2 separate regions of the Mus musculus genome follow, and region 2 is linked to region 1. A link is a contact called in public promoter capture Hi-C data. All regions are on one chromosome and are shown on one strand. Each heading gives the region's core, a stretch centred on a gene start, on an enhancer-like site or on the middle of the called end of the contact. The rest is flanking DNA. Distances are from core to core; before and after follow the strand shown.

Region 1 (6,686 bases), core at 2,790-5,289:
GTTCAAAGTGAAAATAAGAAGGATTTCTTAGCTTAGTACATAGTTCTACCTGAGGAACCCTCATTTTTTGTGGTGGATTAGAGGATAGAAAGGTACAGTCTACTTGGTTAGATTGTATATGTTCTTTGTCTCTCTCTTTATCTTCGTGAATGGTCATTTAGTTGTCCCATGGGCAATACTTGGTGTCTTTTCTGCTTCTCTTACAGAACACAATAATTCAAATGCACTAAAATACATAATTTTAAACATTGTTTTTGTGCTCATTTACCATAACATTTAATTGCTTTCTTCTGCAGCAAAGCTGTCCTTTCTTTCTTAGTTGCTCACCACCTCCCACAGGCACACCCCAGTCTGGGTTTAGCTCCAGTAACTTATTGAAATTCTCATAAGGTCTCTAACTGGCCTCTGCATTGCTGATCCGGGGCTAATCTCTATCCAAAAGACAGGCACCACTCAGCTGTGTAGCATCTCTCTTCTCTGGCAGTGTCCTCTCAGAGAGTCTCACTCTCTCCATACACAGGGCCTCCTGCCTCCAACCTCTACCCATAACTTTTTAACATTTAATGAATGAGAGACTCAGGTATTATGACTTACCCTCTATAGAAGTTAGGGCAGAGCCCAAGTTTGGTAATTAGATTAGACCCTTGGACTTTCTCTTCCCTGATTTTTCATCCCAAAGCTGAGGTCTGTCAGCTTTTACTGTCTTTTACTCGTAAAGATACAGCACTCTTCCTAGCAATGATTGGATCAGCCACAGGCAGATTATCTGTAAAGTACTTCAAGTATTTACGTAACCTCTGGAAGGAAAGAGCCAGGGAGATTTGCACCAAGCATTTCAAGCTGGGTATTGAATGCATTCCTCACAGGTTCTCTTACTCTGCTCAGCCCCAGTTGGAATGCGCTGTTGCAGGTTAGCTTTCTCTTTAGAGGTGGAATTGAAGCTAAGCTTTGGGCTGTGAGCAAGCTCAAAAGAAGGGTTGATGGGGCTTCCTCACAATCAGTAGCTGGTTAGGAATTTCCAAGACTCCAGAAGTCGATCACTGGAGCAAGAGCGCATTTGCCAATATAAATGCTGCTCTGATACGATGGAGAGATGGCTCAGTGGTTAGGAGTGCTTGACTGCTCTTCCAGAGGTCCCGAGTTCAACTCCCAGCAACCGAGTGGTGGCTCATCAATGTTGCCCTGAAACACAGAGAGAAGCAGGGAAGGCTGGAAGCAGTTGAAGTTGCCAATGAGTTTCGGTTTGCAAACTGCTATTTCGGAAACTCATCAGAGACTAGAATATTGAGAAAGGCCAACTGTCCTCATGAGTACACAGTCTCCCAAGGCCTTGGCAGTCTGAAGCCCAGGTGGTTTACAATCAACCCCACCCTACCTGGATGTGGAAAGTTGCATCTCATGGGACATAACTGAACACTGCTGTTCCTGAAGAAGTGTTCATTGTCTCAAGAGTAAAGAGAATTCAGCAATGGTGTTGAGACACCTTCAATCAGATGATGACCAGTTAGTGCATGCGTACTTGATTAAAGGGGTGGTGGCTTTATTTTCTTACTGAGATAGCCATAGGGACTACGCTAGGGAGGTTCTCTGTAAATCTCATCTCAAATAATTAATGACTATTCTATTGATCTGCTGGCTATTGATTTTAATTTAAGTTCAGCACATTCCTTATAGAATTGCAGACGAAGCGGTATGCAGTGTCAAGATGGTACAGCATGCCTTATCAGGATCTCTCTTTATCATCTGAGTGATAATTCAAAGGCGGTGAAAAGACAATTGGTAGAAGACAGTGAAATTTACGGCAAAACCTCTGCAGAAACTTGCTAAGTGCTCTCTTAGGATGTCTTCCAAAAAGCCAGTGTTGATGTGGAATGTCACTTCATCTGGATCCGATTCACCTGGAGAACAGACATCTGTCTTTTGTTTACAGAGAGAAAGAAAGACAGTTTGAACTTTGGCTCATACCCAGTACCCTGGAATCAGGCTCAGCTAACACCATTAAGGTTGCTAGCAGAACAGCAGAATGGGTGGGGTGTGGAGGACTGGGCTGCAGTCTGTACCTCAAGATCCTGGGCTGACTTGTTTAAACCTCTTACTAGCATTATAGCTTTGGGCCACTGCTGTCTTAACTTCTTGGTACTTGAGTTCGTCTATCTGTAAATTACCATTTCCTCCAAGGATGCCGGAGCGAGAATGTCTGCCTTGAATTTTAGGAACTCAAAGTTGATGTTTATACCTTTTTTTTCTTTTGAAATTGAAAAGCTTATGCAAGGAAATGGCAAATTCTACATACAATATTCAAACAGGAAAGATTCTTTATACTCTAATTTTTTAAAAGTGATACTGATGACAAGACTTTGAACTTTCTCGGTTTCTCCTTTTCTCTGTGTGTTCATTGTACACAATGCTGTATTCCATAAGAGCATGCTTATGCAGGTATACAATGTACTTGGTGTGTAGTCCTTGCTGCTTCCTCCTTCCACCTTCTCCACCCTCCCCATCCCCTTACTCACTTACTAAACAAATCTGCCCTTACTTAAATATCAGATATACATACATTACTTTATGTATTAATATAAATTGTATAAACAACAAATGAGAGAAAATGGGCACTATTTGTCTTCTTGAAACTTTGAAAGCAAGAAGAAAAACACTGTTTTCAATGACTTAAAACTTTCTTAGACTGGCCCACCCCCTTCAAATGTTACACCATCAAGAAGTCACCTTCCGATGAATCAGCCACGACAAGAGAGGTCAATAACACATCAGCACCAGCAGACTAGGGTTTAAATTTGACCTAGATTTTAGATGACCACATCCAGCAATGGCTTCACTAATGTCATGTTTACGTGAGGTTTTGAGATATGGAAGTCAGGAACTAGTTCATGCCAGGCTTTCAGCTCCATTTCCTGAGGACTCACCAGAGCCATAGGTGGGGATGCAGTGCTCCCTGAGGCAGCCACGGAAAGGCAGACATGGACTTTTGCCCTCCATGGTTTGTACAGTAGGGCACCAATCTCACAGTAGGATTGACACCCCTTGACATAGACCAGCTGGTAAAGCCCTAGGGCATGGCTTCATTTTACATCTGGTTTCCTGTGTGCCCATTAGGAGTCTGTACTTGTAGTTATATTTAGTACATACATTCACGCCTGTGTTCAGTTCTCCTTCACTGCACACCTTAGACTTATTGAGTACTTTGGCAGTTGAGATTCACTATGTAATTAATTAGATTGATTCTGAAACTATAAGATTCAATGAAAACTATATTTTTATTATTGATATTGTGAGATTATCTGATCATCTAGGACTTTGTTTCCAGCAAATCAAAACACTGATTTTCATGAGCGCTTTGGGGAAAAAGATCATGGATATAGCAATACTTATTTCCTTTTGGCTTTGTGATAATGTGTGGCCATGTTGGAGATTTGTGTGACTTTTCCCATCAAATATGAATCTAGAACCTTCTTAAGTGCCAGCCAGGAACATCTGAAAATGGTGACAGACGGGATTCCCTACCTGCAGTTCTTGCTTTGTTCTATTCTTCATTTCCGTTTTCACATCAAAGAGTTATCCAGTTCTCAGTTCCCACTATTAAGGGTACAAGAGTCACATGATCAAGGAATACGTACTTCAGGAGACCGTGACCAGGCAACCATCCCTGTGACTGGGATGCATACTAGCTTTGACGATTTTATTTTCTCCTATTCTAAAACTGTACCATCCCTTCCCAAAAAGTTAGCATTTTTCTCTGACTAGAGAAATACGCTTGATCACTATATTTGTAAAATTCAGAATGAAACAAAATAGAAATTGTCCTGAGTATTTCTAGTAGGTATAATTACAGTAGTTGGCCTTGATCTATGACAAGTTATAACACGCTATTTAACACCAGCCAGTGCCTTTTTCACTTGAAGTATCTTGAACTTGTCCCCAGGATGTTGAGTTATTTTCTGTGGTGTACATTTTCAGTAACACTAACAGTATTCTTTACTGTGGAGTTACCAAATTGATTTAGGCAGTCCCTGTGTTTTATGTAATTGCTACCTTATGGTTTCCTCATCATAAGCAAGGGTGGTATGAATAGCCTTAAAGTAAGACTTTTCTGTATTAATATTAATTTCCTTTGCACCAAGTCCAAGAAACCAGATTTTTGAGTCAAATGTTCTATAGTTTAAAAAATACCTGGTGCACATAAGCACACATAGAACTTTATTTGTATCTGCTTCATTGATGTTTCCTTTTGATTAGTGACCTTTCTGACTTTCTATCTGAAATTTGTTACATATTGTAATTTTCAAGTTGTCAAAATAGTTGTTGAAATTTAAAGAAGAAGAAAAAAGGGAATATCATGATAATAGCAAAAGGTAGTCAAATGTAACTGTTCATTGTCAATGACAAAAATAATAGAAAATATCATTAGTTAATAAGTAAGGTGTCGCCTGTCCTGTGCCCAAACACTGCCTTACCCTTTAACCTTTTGTTAAGGCAAGCAAATATATTTCAACTGCAGGGCACGGGGTCTCTGCTCCCGTATTCCAGAGCTCATCTTTTGTCTGACTGTTTTTATGAGAACTCTCTCTGAGCAGCACACAGTGGCATTTAGAGAGGGAACTCCTTGTTCGGTCAATAGCACTCCACTCTCACGTTGTTTGCAATCGCTTAGAACAACATCTTCCAATTGAGCATTTTCTCCACACATACACTGTGCACTTGTTAGGGCTGAGTGCTCTATTGTTTCCGAACACACAAACCTCTTGTGTGAAGCCCGCTGGTACCTGGCTCTCTCCAGCCAGCACTGTTTGGGTTCCTTCTAGATAATTCTTTTTATTTATTTATTTATTTATTTTTATTACATATTTTCCTCAATTACATTTCCAATGCTATCCCAAAAGTCCCCCATACCCTCACCCCCCACTTTCCTACCCACTCATTCCCATTTTTTTGGCCCTGGCGCTCCCCTGTACTGGGGCATATACAGTTTGCGTGTCCAATGGGCCTCTCTTTCCAGTGATGGCCGACTAGGCCATCTTTTGATAATATGCAGCTAGAGTCAAGAGCTCCGGGGTACTGGTTAGTTCATAATGTTGTTCCACCTATAGGGTTGCAGACCCCTTTAGCTCCTTGGGTACTTTCTCTAGCTCCTCCATTGGGAGCCCTGTGATCCATCCAATAGCTGACTGTGAGCATCCGCTTCTGTGTTTGCTAGGCCGCGGCATAGTCTCACAAGAGACAGCTACATCTGGGTCCTTTCGATAAAATCTTGCTAGTGTATGCAATGGTGTCAGCGTTTGGAAGCTGATTATGGGGTGGATCCCTGGATATTACTACTCAGCTATTAAAAAGAATGAATTTATGAAATTCCTAGCCAAATGGATGGACCTGGAGGGCATCATCCTGAGTGAGGTAACACATTCACAAAGGAACTCACACAATATGTACTCACTGATAAGTGGATATTAGCCCAAGACCTAGGATACCCAAGATATAAGATACAATTTGCTAAACACATGAAACTCAAGAAGAATGAAGACTGAAGTGTGGATACTATGCCCCTCCTTAGAAGTGGGAACAAAACACCCATGCAAGGAGTTACAGAGACAAAGTTTGGAGCTGAGACGAAAGGATGGACCATGTAGAGATGCCTTCTAGATAATTCTACCGTGAGCATTCCAGAGTCCAATGAGGAAATGGTGAAAAATGACAGCGAGGGGTTCTGGAAGGAAATCTGTCAAATCTCAAAGGAACTTTTTATTATTTTTAATTTTTTTCTCTCTCCTAAGTTTAAAAGAATAAAGAAACATGTTCTGACCTCTTCCCCTTACTTTTCCAGCACTCTGTGGAGGGGGCGAGAGCTTCCTGTGTACCAGCGGGCTCTGCGTCCCCAAGAAGCTGCAGTGTAACGGCTATAATGACTGTGATGACTGGAGCGACGAGGCGCATTGCAGTAGGTGACAGGCCCTGTGGGGCTTAGCTGGGTGGGAAGGGATTCTACTGAGGAGCCTAGACACCTATGCCACTGCCCTGTCAGATACTGACAGCCAGCCTGGCCATTAGTAGACGGCCATTGGTTTGCCATTCTGGGTGAAGCCAATAGGTTTGTCTCCCCCAGAGCCACCATGTTGGGCTTGCACCCTGCTCCAGAGCTGAGCCACTGTGCTCCGGCTGCTTTACCAATGTATAAATTAATCACAGTCAGCATGGGTAGAGCTGGGTTTCCTTCCTGGGAGACTCACCCAACCTTGGTGAGAGATTGAGACTGCTGCCTTAGTGGAGAGAGTCCTGTTTACCAGGTACCAACTCTTTTCCCTGTGCAGAGGGTTAGGATGTTCGTTTGCTGGAATTTGGGGCAGGTAGCATATCATAGTATCAGAGTGCTGTTCATCAAAATGTGGTTTCATAGTACACAACTTTTTTTAAAAAATGGCTGAGTGAAAAAGAATGGTTAGGAAAAGCTTTGTGTCAACTTCTTAGAGAGTTTCAACACATGCTGATATATTAAAGGTTTGAGAAAAGCTGCAGTTTAAATCAAGTGTTTAATGCTAAATATCTTCAACCTTTTTCTCCTGTGAACTCTCACCCTTATTTGTTTGTACATTTATTTATTTTGTCTATTACTTAGTAGGTAGTAGGAATTAAGTTATGCTACGTATATTTTGAAAACCGTTATTTTTAGTAAGGATTTT
Region 2 (6,686 bases), core at 1,364-3,863, 270 kb before region 1:
TGCCGTAATCAAGCTCATGCCCTCTGAAAGGGCAGTCAGTGCACTTGACCACTGAGCCATCTCTCTAGCTCCTGATTTCTTTTCTTAAAACCAAAGACATTCAGGTCAGGAAGACAGGAAAGGTCAGCTTTAAATATCACAGGCATTTTCCCTCTGTTGTCAAGCTATGGTCTGGACAAGTGGCTTCACTCCATGAAAGAAAACTTTGAAAACCCTTGATTCTCCTCTGCCTGAAGCTTGCTTTTTGAACCCCAAGTCAGCTAAGAGCTCCTTAGACGTGAGAATTTATGAATGTCCTTTTGGCAGCCCAGGATATCTGCCCTTGAGCCCATCATAACATCACTTCCACGGTCCCTGACACAAAATGTGTGTTCCAGGGGATGGCTGTTAAGTCTGGCATTCGGTTTCCCCAGGGCCGTGTTTCCTCTGCTAATAAAAGCGGTTTTGGCTGTTGAAGTTGATTTGAGTTCTGTTAGAACACTTGCAAATAGTACTGAAACCAAATTAGAAAAAAAAAACTTTGAGTATTTAAGTTTGTCTTTTTATTTTGTGATAATTTGGGATTATAAGATCTTTTGAAGTATTCAGTCATGGTTTTAAAAGTCAAAATCAAAGTACTACTGTAACTTTTGGGGGGCATCTTATGAAACGACTTTATCCTCAGACTCCATGATTAGCTCATCATTTTGATCTCGGGTAGATTAAAAACTTTCTCTAGAGGATCTGGGCCACCCAATCTGCAGACCACCTCCAGCTTCAGTACATTGACTGTTAGACTTTGTCACAGCTCTACACTCTCAAGTCATTTGCTTCTCGGAATGTCCTGTCATCAGGGTAGTAAACAGATTGGGAGTGCTAGCATTGAAGGCCAGACTGATGACAGTCCTTTAGGACCTAGGCCAGTGCTCGGCTCACAGGATTCTTGTTCATCACCTCAAACAAATCAAGGAAAACCAGACTCCATTTAAGACCCGCCAGGGTTCTGCCCTGTAGATTTCCTGAGGTAACCCAGTGCTACCTACTCTGTCAACAAGATTTCTTCCTACTTTAGAGAGGAAGAAAGAGAGCCAAGTGGATACACTAGGCCTAAAACCTAGTCTCCTACTACTGAAATTACAGATTGGCCTCTCCCATCTTTCCCAGTACCTTCCTGCACGGTTAATCATCGGGTGACACAGAGCTCCAATACTTCTTGTAGTTACTAAATGCATGAGCAAAGCAGGAAAAATATCCAGAGGTCAAATGAGTGGGTGCAATCTGCTCTCAGATCCTTGAACAAACAAGGGCAGGGTGCATTAGTGACGATCTGACTTGGCAGCTCCAGAATTATTTAGAAAAGGGACCAACTGCCACTAAGCGCATGACTGTCTAGGAAACAACCCTAGATGCAGCTGCCTTAGGGATACCGGTCTCAATGTGGGGATAGTTTGTGAATTGTTGCACATTTTCTTTTACACACCTTTCCCCTTTCTTACTAGCTGGGATTTGATGAGTCCTCTCTCTTCTTCTGTCTCTCCCCCCTTTTCTTTCTATTCCCTCGTTAAGTTATAAGCTGGAAAGGCCAAGAAGCAAGGACACGAATCTCTACAACACGAGGAGCTGTAGTTACATGGTCGTAGCATTAGGCTGGGAAGCACTCACTGTAAGGCACAGGTCTTACCAGACAGCTTCTTTGAGTCGTTAGCAAGTAGGTTAGAAATGACCTGACACCAGTGGGGATTAAAAAAAAAACCGATAATTTCGTTTGCAATGCACATTTCCCAAGGTTGCCCCACCTTTCCCCTTACTTCCATTCAGTTTTCTCTGACCTTCTGTGTAGAGACTGCAAGAAGCCAGTGGAAGTGAGGAACATCTGGCAAAGGTCAAGGGGTGGGGCCCAGGGGTTTTACCAGGCAAGGTGTGGGCTGGAAATCCCAGTCTAGCCCTGAGGAAGAACTAACAAAAGGGCACTCCCAGTTCCCTGTTGGAGTAGTCACCCTACTCAAAGGATTGCCCAGTAAGTCATACCTGAGCGATCTCTCCGTGGGACTCAGGCACAGTGTGTTCAGGGAGCACTGTGGGAAGCCCACGGGATCCCCGGCACGCCCTCTGCCATGTACTCCGGAGTTGAGGCTGAGCCAGGAAACCTCCTCCTGGATCAAACCCTGGAATCTGCCCTCAGCAAGCATCCTGAATTTCCCTGCCACACACTCAGTAGGACGTAATCAACATTGAGCCAGCCGGGGGACTAAGTGGGCGTCACTTCTGTCCTGCTCCGACTTGGGCTTCCCCACAGAGTCTGGAGTGCAGTGGGCTCAGCTAAGTATTTACTGTCCCGTTGGTGGGACAGCCGACTGGACGACTGGAATACTAAATGATTAGAAGACGGCGCGTTAAGAATCCGCACATTTTTCTGAGTCTAGTTTTGAGACCTCGCATCTGGGCTCCCAGCTACCCAAGTGACCCAACTGTCCCACCGCTGGGACTGACACTCACCTTCATGGCAGGGCTCTCCGGGTGGCAGCCTCAGCTGTACCCCCATGGCCTGGGGACCGGGCTTCCTCTGTGCTAGCAATAGTTTCTCACACACCAGTGTCCCGGGACCCGCTTTCGTTCCGGCGGATCGGTGGAGTCAGCGAAGGGTGTGCGCTGCCTCCGCCCCCGTGGCAGGCTCAGCCAATGAGAGTGACTGGGTGGGGCATGGGGTGGTTTGAGGCTCATTTTCCGCCCACCGCTCGCTCATCGCCGCAGAAGTTCCTTCAGTCACCGGTGTCTGCAGGGTGGACCCGGGAGCTGCACAGGTGCTTAGTCCAGAAACACCTGCCAGGAGGAGATGAGGTTACAGCGTGGATGCTGCCGAAGTCACTCGGGGAATTTAGTGATGGAGAGGCTGTCCCGAGGCCCCCTTCTGGTTGTCCTGGAGCAGACGAAGTGCTGGCCAACGTCAGTGGGTCTTTCTCATCACTGGCTTTTGTGGCACAAGGCGCTGTCTGCTGGAGTTCTGTGCTGAGTCCATGCTAAAGTTTATTCTGGGATTTTTTTCGAACAGGCTTGGTGCTTCTGCTCTCTCGTGCACGCCGTTGTCCTCCTTGTCTTACAATACCCGTGCTTACCTGTTTTCAACAATCAGGCATTTCCCTCTCCACCCACCCAGCTGCCTTATCCCCACGCCCAGTCGTATATGAAATAAGCTTTTCAGGGATCAGCAATGCCCAAACTGAGAAGACCTGTTCCCACGCTGAAGTTCATGATATTCCAGCAGTACACTACATAACATGCATGAGTCAACTCATTACAATTTACAGCACAATTTATTAACTACAGTTTGCAGGTGAGGGATAAGGATAAGGTAGAGAAAGCGGTGAAGTAACTTAGTCACGAGGTATTTATTATGCCTCATGAAGTGGTCACACTTACTGCTGAAGCCCTCAGCCGGAAGAGCCGAGATTGTGTGTTTTTCTGGGGTGCCTTTGCGCTTGACTGCTGTACCCCCATAGGCTCTAGGTATTCACGAACAGCTAGAATTAACTTTATTGCCTAAGAGTTTCACTGCAGAGATCCATCTTGCTTTTCTTGTTTTCAGGTTTATGAGACAAAACTTAAAACCAAATTAGTCAGTAGTTTAAGATGCATACTTTTTGTCTATGGGCATGACCTGTGGAAAAAGAATGGGGGAGGGGCAGGATCAGGTGGAAGTGGCAAAGACGGTTTAAGCCAGTTTTGAATTGGAAGCCTTGTGAAGTAGACATCTACTTAGATGCTTTCTTTGGACATCAGATTTCACGTTTTGTCTTCACCATAGACTGGCAATGATAATAAATCTGATCCCAGGTACTTCTTACTATTTAACAAACATCAGTTACAATGTGGCAAACCCTAACCCTAAGCACTTTATAAAAAATTGTTTAATTTATATTAAAAGCATTCAAAATGATAATAGCTGTTGTTATTTTCCACTTTATGCTTTATATCTTCACTTAAAAAAAGCCTTGAGAATGTTCCTTTGAGATTCATGAGTTTTCTTTGTTTGCACACGAATGCACACGTGTGTATGCAGGTGCACATGCGGGTGTGCCTGTGGAAGCCAGAAGGGGGCGCTGAGTATTCTGCTCTATCACTCTTTACTTCCTCGATGGGGCCTGTCACTGAACCCAAGCCTGGCTAGTCAGCAAGCCCCAGAAACCCATCAGCGGGAAGGCTGGGGTTATAGTTGTATACCATTTTTACGTGGGTTCTGGTTCTCAGGCCCAGGCAGCGCTGTTATCTTCTGAATCATCTTTCCTGCACGTCGGGATGGCAGTCTGGTTTTGGCAGGAAGTACTTTGTTATAAATCTTATTTATTCCAGTTCTAAGTATGTGAGAAAACACTCTGGGGAAAAAAAAAAGAAGAAAACTTGCTCAAGATCACTGCTGTCCCAAGCCCAGTGTGTCCTAGGCAGAAATCAGTCATGAATTCCCCTCACCCATTATTTCTAGATGAATAGCTACGTGGCTACCACACAGGATGTCACCTGTGCACTAATTGGGGGCAGGTGTTATCCCTATCCAAGAATGTATTACTTAATTCAAGGAAAAAAATAACATTTAAACATCTCCAGTGAACTCACTCTTGACTTCGGGAAATCCTTTTATAACTCAAAACCTAGAATTCAACAGTAAATGAAACCCTCTAAAAGGTAGACTCACACTCACTGGGCTTTGTGCAAGGTCATGAGACCCAGTGATGATTGTGAAAATGGAAGCTGGAGTTGCCTCAGAGCTGGAGGAGGCAGAGCCACACTGTCTTGTAGCTTGGGCAGGTCTGCAGATAGCCTCCTGTGGGAGCCTCTAGCCTCCATTGCCATGCTATGGGGGGCGGGGGGAGTTTGCCATTCTCTGGCAGGCGGTAGGGACAAGGCAGAGGGGACAGCGGCTGGTAGGCAGGGTGGAGGGTAAGCTGTAGAATGTCAGGCATAGCACTAGCTTACTGCTTTTAGTTTATTATTGGCCCTGCCCCCAGTCAGCCTGCTTAAGGGGTTATAAATTTGAAAAGTCTTCCTGAAAGCAACTGCTTTTCTTTGCTGACTTAAAATTCACTGTCTCCTGTTGTTATTTTGAGTACTTTCTTCCTTATAGTTTGAATTTAATCTATGATCTGTATTTTTCAGTGAGAACTTTCCGATCACTGATTTTTAAACATTTGTCCTTTAATGTGTGTATTTGAGGGGTTGAGGGAAGGCTGTGTTGGAGAGGACCTGAGTGTAGTTCTTAGTACTTACATCTGACAGCTCATCACTCAAGGTTGGGTTCAGCTCAAGGGAACCCAACACCCTTGGTCATGAACCCCCACGAACTCCTGATTTAACTTCAAATAGTACAATAGCGTCATCTCGTCGATTTGGATAGGTTGTGCTTTTGTTAACACTCAGTTCACAATGGTTGATTTCCAGATAAATACCTGGTACTTTTGGAGCTGCACTCCCCATTTCTTTCGGGTTGAGCCTAACTACTAAAGCACAGCTAAGAACATGTGGGAGTCTTGTAGTCACTTAGTCCAGTGACTCTTAGGAGACACACATGCGGCTTAACTTCCCAAATCTCCCTCCACCCCAGTCAGTTATGATGGCCTTTCCATCCCGTCAAACTAAACAATCTCGACTTGAGTTGCTTTAAGTCAAACAAACCCGGCATCATCCTTGAGTCCACCCTTTCATTCACACCCCACATCCACCAATCAGCCGATCTTATTGCCTCTGCTTTAAGTCTATATCCAAAATCTGACCCCTTCCTCCACCCCTACTCACCTCCGCGTCCCCAACCCTTGTTAGAGTCACTGTCACCTCTTCCTGAATTACTGCCCCAGTCTCCTAACTGCCCCCTACCTCACCTTTCTTTTCAGACCCCACAACCACCCCTAACTCCCTCTTCCCTTTGCTAATATGCTGGCTTCTCTGCTTCCCTTTGACAATCCAAAGAGATCCTGTCTCTCCCCCAGGAAGCAGACACAGCTAGCTCAGACAGTGCACACAGATGTCCCCTAAAAGAAGCCTTCCCTGAGCACCCCCTCATGCTATCTCTCCCCCTTTATTACCTCACACCTGACTTATGTGTGCCCTGTTATGTGTGTTCTGTCTTGACATCATCAGAAGCCTTACTTCCTGAGGGTAGAGATTTAGTTTTGTTAGCTATTAACTTTCTAGTGCTTAGAAGAGAGCCCGGTGCTTCATAAGTCCTTGAATGAATAATTAGGCACTGTAGTGAGCCATACCCCACCTGCATAGCAATAGACAAATCATGGACACAGTCCTAAACTCAGAGGGTTTATGGTACTTACAGGGAGGATAATTATTTAGCTGTTAAGCAATTAATTACAGTCTTTAATGGTGATCATAAAGACCAAGATGTCATTAATTGGCTGTGCGGGCTGAAGGTCTTGGTGGTCTGGGACACAGATTATTAAATGCTTAAGAACATGGAGTGACGAGCCAGAATGTCTCAAATCACATCTTTTTTAAAAAATGAAAATCTGTAAACAATCAATTCCATGCAAATGGGCATTCTATAGTTACAGGCACTTTAAATAGGATTATAAAGACTTAGAGGACGCTGACAAAGCAGGACAGAGGGCCCGGTTGAAAGTAGATACTAAGTAGATAATCTGTGTGGCTCTGTTCTTTCTGTCAGTCAAGGTTACTGCGGGTCCCAGGGAAAGAAACTCGATGATAGG

The links. Promoter capture Hi-C pulls out the DNA fragments that hold promoters and counts their contacts.
Region 2: a promoter capture Hi-C map of second pharyngeal arch cranial neural crest shows a contact between it and region 1, with 2.2 times the contacts expected there. The contact joins the promoter of Nipal1 here to the enhancer-like site in region 1. A contact is called at or near these places in 16 of 39 promoter capture datasets (the 3T3-L1 cell line, 3T3-L1-derived adipocytes, the C10 cell line and 10 more), 2 of 115 datasets of contacts at active chromatin or transcription factors (both in embryonic stem cells) and 2 of 9 other capture datasets (liver and pancreatic islet).

What each region holds. Positions count from the first base shown.
Region 1 is chr5:72,371,359-72,378,044 of GRCm38.p6, reverse strand. Corin (corin, serine peptidase) reads left to right here. Exons shown (of 22, transcript NM_016869.3): 6 at 5,834-5,947. Among named protein-coding and RNA genes, the nearest start is that of Gm23712, 44 kb to the left of the region's middle. Within about 2 kb of position 4,039, at least 3 of the 459 cell types and tissues checked have an H3K27ac peak or open chromatin away from gene starts, as enhancers often do. A contact at or near this core is called in second pharyngeal arch cranial neural crest, where this site is marked.
Region 2 is chr5:72,643,723-72,650,408 of GRCm38.p6, reverse strand. Nipal1 (NIPA-like domain containing 1) reads right to left here and starts at 2,613. Exons shown (of 6, transcript NM_001081205.1): 1 at 2,476-2,613. The coding sequence starts at 2,521.